Regions from separate parts of the Zea mays genome. Here region 2 is linked to region 1. Evidence: chromatin contacts called from public Hi-C data. All regions are on one chromosome and are shown on one strand. Each heading gives the region's core, a stretch centred on a gene start, on an enhancer-like site or on the middle of the called end of the contact. The rest is flanking DNA. Distances are from core to core; before and after follow the strand shown.

What was found. A called contact is a pair of places that touch in the nucleus more often than the background predicts.
Region 2: a Hi-C map of leaf shows a contact between it and region 1, with 3 times the contacts expected there. The contact joins two enhancer-like sites. A contact is called at or near these places in 2 of 25 Hi-C or Micro-C datasets (both in leaf).

The regions. Positions count from the first base shown.
Region 1 is chr9:85,277,456-85,282,147 of Zm-B73-REFERENCE-NAM-5.0, reverse strand. No RefSeq gene overlaps it. Among protein-coding and RNA genes, the nearest start is that of LOC109942325, 17 kb to the right of the region's middle. Within about 2 kb of position 2,872, at least 20 of the 20 cell types and tissues checked have an H3K27ac peak or open chromatin away from gene starts, as enhancers often do. A contact at or near this core is called in leaf, where this site is marked.
Region 2 is chr9:85,474,768-85,479,459 of Zm-B73-REFERENCE-NAM-5.0, reverse strand. No RefSeq gene overlaps it. Among protein-coding and RNA genes, the nearest start is that of LOC100191563, 51 kb to the right of the region's middle. Within about 2 kb of position 2,844, at least 12 of the 20 cell types and tissues checked have an H3K27ac peak or open chromatin away from gene starts, as enhancers often do. A contact at or near this core is called in leaf, where this site is marked.

The DNA.
Region 1 (4,692 bases), core at 1,623-4,122:
TTAAACATTAAATACGATTTTTTGTTTCTATACATGCAATTCATTTCCTTTCATTGCACATTATTTTCATCATAAATTCATGCGCATGCAGCTGGTAACAGATTTTTACACAGTATACCGAATTGCATAATTATCTATACAGTGTAGCATATTTAGTCTCAGTATATATCATAAAATGGTCCTTACGTGTCTAGCTACATGGCTGTTGCAGCAATCCTAAATTTATGGAGAAAATAAAGCATTTAAAAATAGAAACCACCACACATTTTTTTCCTAAATTTACGCGTATGTATTGGATTGTGTTTGACTCATGCATGCATTCATTTTTTTGCGCTAACAGACGTGGGGCAGGTGGCGCACCCGACAGACTGGTTGGGCGCGCTGGGTTGAACCAGTTTGTAGGGGTGGTCGGCCTGAGCTTCCTTTAACTATTGGAAGCTCAGGACTCCCGTTATACCTACCATATATATATATATATATATATATATATATATATATATATATATATATATATATATATATATATATATATATATATATATATATATATATATATATATATATATATATATATATATCAATCAATCAATCTAGGGTGATCACTGTTCGGTGCAGCTAGCACAGGATAATTGTGCACAGCAAACTAAACTTCTGTTAGACCGGCCCATTGCACAATGAGTTGTCAGTTGCCGGCACTCAAATGAGACAAAGAAACAGTAGTAAGCCATACGTGGGAACCAGCTAATTATATAAGAACAGTTCTGATGGGATCACGTTAACAGGGATCTCCACATACTAGCTAGCATGCATGAAACTAAATGTCCATTCTTTTTTTCTTCTTCTCAATTTCCATGCATGATCCCTTTCAAGGTACCAGGAAAAAGGGATGTATGGGCCGGCCAAGATATTTGAGATCGATGGTGCTGCGCTAAACCCTCTACCACCACCAGAAAATCTAAAGGAAAAAGTGGCAGATCAGGTCGTATCTGCAGGTTATTAATCAGAAAGGTAGCTAGGGAAGATCCTAGCTGCTGCTCAGGAATTATTTTATCCAATTAGTATAGCGATTAAACTAGAACGCATGAGTCATTGAATAGTCAGATGATAGAGATGTGACCATCAGGCCGCGATGTCGTACGTAAGTGGTTGTGAAGGGCACACACACCCGCCACTGCACCAGCCGGTTGCTATCAGGGGATCAACAAGGAAAAAAAACCAGAATAGGCGAAGGGATAAGGTTAACCTACGGGTAGGATGAAGGGAGGAACCACAGCCACTTATTTCAGGCCTGCTAAATGCTTGACATTCTTGCATTAGTGTTACCCGACAAACTAAAGAAAAAATAACAATAACAATAATAATCAATATGCAAGAGATTTTTTTAAGGAAACATAACATGCTCTTCATGGGCCATATATACACCACCAGTTTGATATCCACACATAAAGAGTTCACAAATAAAAGTTACGTACAGATTCTTTCGCAAATTTCACTATTACATAAATGTTTTATGGGCATGCTACGAACGTAAGGTTGATATGTGTCATTATGGTTCAGGTTGTGATGAGTGTGTTGGCGCCGATCTGGACATCAATCATTGCGATGTGTACCGGCGGCGGTGCTCTCTGCGGTAGCACAGACGATCCGTGGCCAAAGGCCAGATGGTCCGTGACCTGGCGTAGGAGCTAGGGTCTCTGCAGATAAGTCGGACGGTCCGCGAGTGTGCGGAGGCGACGAAATTCGCAAACAGCGCCTGGATCTCGTTCCCGGGAGGGACCCCATCGGGGAGGAGAGATCCTAGGGTTTGACTTGGGATCGGCAATGCCACCCAAGACGCCTCTAAACGACGTAGAGCCCGAGAGAGGTGAAGATTAGATGGAGAAAACTATATTACTATCTACTCCTTGGGCAAAATGTAAAGAACAGAAGATATACTGATTGTTTGATCGATTGTATGTGATTCCAATCGGTCGTACCCATTAATATATATAGGAGGAGGTCTGGACCCGTTCCTAGGCGTCTCCCAACAGCAACTGCGGATTTAGAGGGATAAACTCGCGCGAAAAAAGGATTAGTTACGCTAGATTCGATTTATTCGTGGACCGTCCGTAGGCCGGACCGTCCGGCCATGCCTAGTGCACAAATTGTGCTCAACACATCCCCTGCCTTTTGGAGAACCTGAGCGAACAAAAGCACTCATGTAGCACCCAAAATTCCATTTTGGGATTCATAGGAGTTCCTCCAGAAATATTTGAGTTAAAATACCCTTTAATAATTGAGTTCCTTTTGTTCAAAGTAAATTCTCCTAAAATAAATAATAATATCAACAGCTTGGTAGTTTAAAACTTTGATCCAAATCTTGAAACTATAGTTAAGTTGAAACTATGTAACAATACTTAAAGGAAACACTTTCAATCTATCTATTGTAAATTTATAACTAGAGCACTCCTTAAAAATAATCTCGAATAAAAAATAAATCATGGTGAAGATTTTATATAAGAATTATCCTAACTAATTAAATAATATTTGTTTGAATAACTTTTAATTCAAGCACACATTCAAAAAAATGATATATTCCTAAAAATGGATATAATGTGAATTATTCCTTATTATATGTTTTTGAGCATTTGCTTAAAAGAATAGAATAATAATAGTAAAACAAAATATATATTTTGTATCACGTTGTATTTTAGTGTGTGCATTAAAATATGTGAAGCTTAAATTAGATTTGAATTTGAAATGAAATAGAAAATAAAAGTGAAAGGAAAAGAAAAAGAGAAAGAAATACGTTACCTCGGCTGGGCCGAATCCCAGTCGCGCGGCCCAACCAACCACTCCCACTGCTCGGCTTGCGCGCACTGGTCGGCCGCTGGTGGCCTGGGCCAACTGGACAACTCAACCCTTAACGGACGCCTGCGCCATGTTACACCGCCGTGTGTGGCCGCGTTGGCAGATCCGCCTCCTTCGTCGACCCGATCTCCACTGCAACAAACCGAGAAGATCCCGGAGGCTCGCACGTTCGACGCGGGTGAGTGCGGGCGCCTTTCCCTCTCTCCTATGGCTATAAAGCCGTATTCTCGGGGCCCAACCTCCTCCTCTCCATTGTAATTCCGCCGGCGTGGCCGACTACTCTAACCTCTAGATCATCGTCAGCACTGTGAGAGAGAAGAAACGCCGCCGTAGACAATCCATGTCCACGCCGTCGCCTAGCCCTCAACAAACCACTTAGGCGATTCTCTGGTGCGTGCGGGTCGTGTGGTAGGGTGCTGTTGGGTGCGGGTACCTTCTGTGCCAACCGGATTTCTCGCTGGAGTTGGGGAGCCGCCGCGGATCCGCCTCTGGCTGTGGTCGATCGGCTGCGCTTTATCATTCTGAGTAGGTAGCCCTCTTCAAGTTCTCTATTGTCCCCGCTACGTTTAGAGCTCATTATCTTAGGAATTCGTGCATCGGAGGCTTGAAATGGGGTGCGCGCCGTTGGTGCGCCGCCGTGCGGGCTAACTGCGCCGCCGGCCTGGGCTCGGGTGGAGGAAGAAGGTCCCTGAGCCGCGCATTTCGTGATCAATGGTTGCGATTAGATCGTATCGTGTGTGGTCTTGTGACCGTCAATTCTGAATGAATGGCGGGGATTCGGTCATCGTAACGATTCGGCGCGAAAGCTTGTGATCCGTCGATGTTGGATCCGAGGGTAGCGAGAGCGTTTACTGATTCATTTTAATGTGGGTCGTGACACTTTCTGTCAGTAGCTGGACTGTTCGTCGTTAGGAGCTTTAAAGAGTCATCTACTTTAAATTTAGAGGATGAGGACGTTCTTTATTATCTCCAGCAACGTTCTCTAAACGATCCTCTAAATTTAGAGAACGCTGTTGGATCCTCTATATGTAGAGTTTCTCTAAATGGTCTTTATCTATTTGAATACTTTAAACAACCGGTTTAATAAAACTAAAATATGTACAATATATTTAAGAGTATGACAAATACGTATGTACAAAAATTAAAAAATTAAAAATGTCTTTAATATAAGTATTTATATATAGAGGACGTGATTTAGAGGACGTTGTTGGAGAGAAAGTAGATATAGGAGATGAAATTTTTTAGAGAAGACTGTAAATGATAGATATAGAGGATATATATAGAGGACGTTGCTGGAGACAGTCTTAGAGGCCAGACTCTAAGGGAGGACCGAACCGTCCAGCCTTAGGCCGGACTGTCCACAATAGAGGCTGAGCCTCGTGTCTCTTTCTATTCTTTATCGAATCGTTTGACTTCGAGGGCCAGATTGTCCACAACCTGGGACATGCACTTTTTGAATGTATTCATTATTTAACCTTTACTTGGATTTTAGCCATTTCTCCATCGACTTTAGCATTAAAGTGATGAAGCCTTTTATATCTATACTTATGAATTAATAATTAGAAAAATCAACTCATGTGAGACATGTGGCAGTCTCATAGGTCCAAAGTATGGAAGCATCTGTGGCAGAACCACACAGATTATTCCAGCTTAAGCGCCTAAGTCGCACCCTTAAAGTCAGCAACACACTTAAATCGAAATAACCCGTCAGTCCCTCGGATCTAGTCCGATAAAGCCACTTATCCAGGATCGAATACCACTAGCTCACGCGAAGGTGAGGCACAGAGAAATACAATAAAGCATAATACCACAAATTTAAGAAATATCAATAGTGATTACATT
Region 2 (4,692 bases), core at 1,595-4,094, 200 kb before region 1:
ACTCGGGCAATATCATCCGGGTCATTTATATGACATCGTCCATGATAAGGGTCTCTATCTTCAAAGTCAGCATGTCGGTGATGATGACGCAGACCAAACATTCCATCATTTGCAAAGGGATTCTCATCAGATCCGTCCTCACGATCATGGTCATCAAACACCACATCTTCAAATCTTACTCTGTGTCCATGTGCATGACGCCTTCCACGCGGATTATCGAAATTAGCATGACGAACATCACCAAAACCTCTATAGTCATTGCTGAAGAGTTCAAATCCATGGCCAAAACCAGAATTCTCATCGCCGGATTCTTCTCGGTAAAATTCTTCTGGATCACGATGATGTAGCCTTCGACCTCTTGTCATGTGATGCAATTCAGCCTGAGAGACAGGGGGCTCTCCGTCTCCATGGTTTCCAGCGTGAACACTCGAATTAGATCCTATCATGTTAGAGGGAAGCAAGAGAAAGTAGAATATGAAAGTATTTGTAGAACACTTGATCTCACCTCTTACTTACCCAAGATCTTTCCTAGTCTCTAGGACCATGATGGTGCCAGTGTGACAGCTTCGACAGAGGTGGTAGAGCAGTCGAAAGGATCACAAGTCGAATGTCCCGGTTCAGATTTTTAGTGGATCTATAGGAGGCTGGACAAGGTGGGATATGGTACTGTTAACCAAGTGTGTTGATGTGCTAAAAAGATATGATATTGTTGCTAGAAAGATTATCACTGAATCAATGTATACTCAGCAACACATTGCAACACAATCCCCTTTCAATTTTTCTTTTCACTTCCTTTTTGACTTATTTCTCTTCTTTTTTTCTCTTTCTCTCTTTTTTATAACACTAATGGGGTGCAGAGATCAAATGCAATGAAACAATATGAATACGATGGTGGTAACTAGCAACTTGAGGAGCACAAATGACACAAGGTAACAGTACCGCCAAAGGGCTATAGGTTTTTTGTGTGGCTTTGGACTATAGGACAAAACAAAATATAAGACAGATGAACACTAGGATAGATATATGGATGATAGTAAGACCTATTGTGACAACGAAAGCTTTGATACCCGATGATAGGTACCGAGTTATATTCGGCACTAGGGTGCCCCGATCTTCACGGCAGTAGGTCGATAAATAGGATAGTTGGCTATAAAGGTAACATAATAACAGGGTAAATTTGTTGAAGAATAGTGGGTAATTGACTTTATACCTGATCAAGGTCGGAGGTGACCAAGCGACAGGGAGAGAGACACCAAAACCATGTAGACTTCGACTCGATCTCCAAACGGCCGCAGAAGCACAACCAGAACTAAGCCACACAATGTGAGGCAGCCATACTGGAACTCGAGAGGCACAAACTAGTGGATCCCAGAGGATTCTCTTCACAAATCTAGGAAGAACAAGGAAGAACAAGGGTAGAGTAAGCACTCAGCATCTCGGCTGCGCTAATCACTTGGATTATCAAATCATCAAAGGTTATCAAAAGTTGTTTTACATCATAGACATAGGGGGTATTTATACTAGCAACAACCACCTTAGATAGGTATAAACACGAAAAGAAAATATTTAACGTGCTAATGTGAAGGGGCCTCTTCGTAAGATCTCCAGAGCTGAATTCTGCATGGTTGTTTGACTTCTGCGCAACCTTCAATATTTTGATAATAACTTCTTCTAGGAGTCTCCAAATGGCGTGGGGCTGCATGCGTTGGAAAGCTGACTTGATAAGCTTTATCACCATTTATAGCATGCCTCATGAAACTTCGTAGAATGATGCAGTTTAATACTTAAACTTGGTCATCAAGCAGACTGTTGACCTTCTGACCATAGGTCAGCCACCTTGCTGGTAGATTTGATTAAGTCGGCCTCAAAAGCATTGGAAACTAGACTTCAAGATCTTTCCAAAAAGTACTTATAGGCATTCATATCTTTTGGAGATCAAAAGATATGACTGTTTCTTCTGGACGATTCTGTCGCGTCGGACTGACTGACTTAAGCAATATCAACATACACGACTTAGGTAGCATAAAGTTCTTATTAGTGTTTAATTAAAATTAATAAAGTAACGCATGCACCTTTTATTTTATCGTTTTTGTTTGGCTTCGAGTGATAGGTTCAATAAGAATGGTCGGCAAGGTTGACAATATTGGTATGGTCACATCAGTTGTGTGCTTAAAGATAGCTATATATCCAATTGAGTGATACTGATAGAACACTTGTGTTGAGGTTAAAGTGAGGAGTTGTTGCGATCATTGTGAATGGAGTTAAGCTCTCATTCAGATGTAAAGCGGGCAATTAATTACGACCGTGCAGAGTGAGTGAACCAGAACGAAATGCAAACCATGCAAGAAAGCGCAGATAAGGATTCTGTGCTGCGGATAAGGCAGCTGTACTGAGGATCCAAGACGACGAATCGACGATGAGTTCAGTGTGTTCACCCCGTTCCGTTTCTCGCCGAAACTATCTTGATCCTTTGCCCGTTGGATCCATCGAATCAACAAGCCGTCACGACAGGCCGCGCGTATCATCGATTAACAATCACACCACCACGACGGCGACGTGCCGACGAGGCAGCTACAGCGACGGAGACGTACGGAGACCAATAAGGCCAGTCCACCTCTGGCCCGCGCGTCCGTCGCACAATCGTGCGGTGCCGCGTCGTCCATGTCGCCTCGCTAGCTAGCTAGCTGCCGGCGCCGCGGAGGAATCTCAGGCGGCAGCTACGTCCACATAAAAAGCCCACGGCGAAATAAGCCCGGCCGGCGCGACGGGAGTCTGTTTGTGCACGGCCAATAGCCAGGCGCGCGCGCGGCGCCCGGGGCCGTGCGTGCGCGTGTGTTGTCTTGGAGGCATCGGGATCCAGCCGCGAGCGGCCGCTGGCGTGGCCATCCACCAGCCGGCCGTCGCAGCATGCAAGAGGACATCACCCGCCTTTTCGAATTTCGACGCTTCAGCTAGCCGGCTGGACTTGTTGGCTCTTGAGAGGCCTCTAGGTTTCAGAAAGAGGATGTGCGCCCTGTCCTGTCAGGCGATCGTGTTCAGACGTTCCGTCAGATATTTCTCGCGAGCTTCCTTGACCTTCTATTTCGTCTTTCCAGCACGGTTTAATCGTACTCTTATCTCAATCCAGTGGCAAACGAGGCGCAGCAAGATCTATATAGATGCCTAGCGTAGAGCCACGTCAGCATGACTCATGCATACTCTAGGACCTGTTTCTGAACCTAGCAGTCAATCGTTTGATACCACGTGCTGGAGCACCAGCATTCTTAATATATGCCCTAATAATTTTTTAAGTTAAAAGCCTATTAGCAAAAAAAACTGTTAGTTTGTTTGGTTTGAGCAACGAGGTAGTCCATCATCTTCTCACTTTCTTGTTTGGTTTGAGGAATATAATAAATTGATTCATCACCATTTCATTTATCATTGGTTAATAATTAGTAATAATATAAGGAATGAGTTCATTCCACCAAATATATGGAATGGACTCATGATGCACCATCTCATCGATCTAGAATGGATTGATTCTTCAAACCAAACATCTCCTATATATAGGAAGAGGTCGAGAATCATTTTAGCCGTAGTTGTCTCTCTCACTAATATTGCGGGTGTTTAAGGTATCTTGACAATTTCTCGCTACGCACACGGTACTAGCACACCGACCTCACGATGTTTCCTCTTCGTATATATGGATATAATAAAGATGTTGCAATTGTTGCGGTATTGTTGATTAGAGATTGATTTGAGGAGCACGAGTGAATGTGCTGCGGCTACTGGTACACGAGGACATTCAACTACTTCTATACATCGATGCCTTCTTGTTCCGCTGTGCTGCGTGTCTAGTAGTAACAATCCAGGGTCCTCTACTCATATGCTAACTTGAACATGGTAGATATGCTAGTGTATAGTGTACACGTTTTCTTTTAGTTGTATCAGAGCTAAGTCATGCACAACTTTTGATATGGATGGTATTTGCATATAGGCGATATGCCTAGTAGATTGGATCTTCTTTTGCTTTGGTTGTAGTATAGATTGTAACATATGAGGATGTTGTCGGTATAATCGCACAACTCATTTCTCCCTACTAGATGAAATCACTAACAAAACATAATACCATTTCTTTTTTCCTCCTGGCCACTTAGATAACCTACCCCTATCAACTAGAATCATCATCAAGGCTATCAGCACATGAATCTTTCCGTTTATGAAAGACAACAAATCTGAGTTGGATGTACTATTATCGTTGTATCTCACGCGATTACCAATATGATTAACGTTAAAATAGAGGCATTGGATTCGTTGTTTGTGTACAAGGCATAAATTGTATGCACAATCCCTTTTTACACAATGTGGTAGTATTCGGTTCTCCGCATAACTTGATTTTGCATGGAATGTTATGAATGCTATGGCCTAAATGTAACAACCACAAACGGGACTTGGTGATGAAGATCACCACATGATAAAGGGATATACTATCTCATTTAATATGATTACCTATGGTATTTTATTTTTTTGTAATACTATTCGTTCATGTGCTAAATATGATAGGACAACTTCCCTTGAAAAAATTAAGAGTTTATTTTGATGCCATTCCAATTCTTAAGTCTATAAAGATCCTAATCATCACTTGGTAGATCTGACAAAGCAGAGTGTCATCGATTATTTTAATCTAATAGGGGGTGCGAGACATCTTCATGC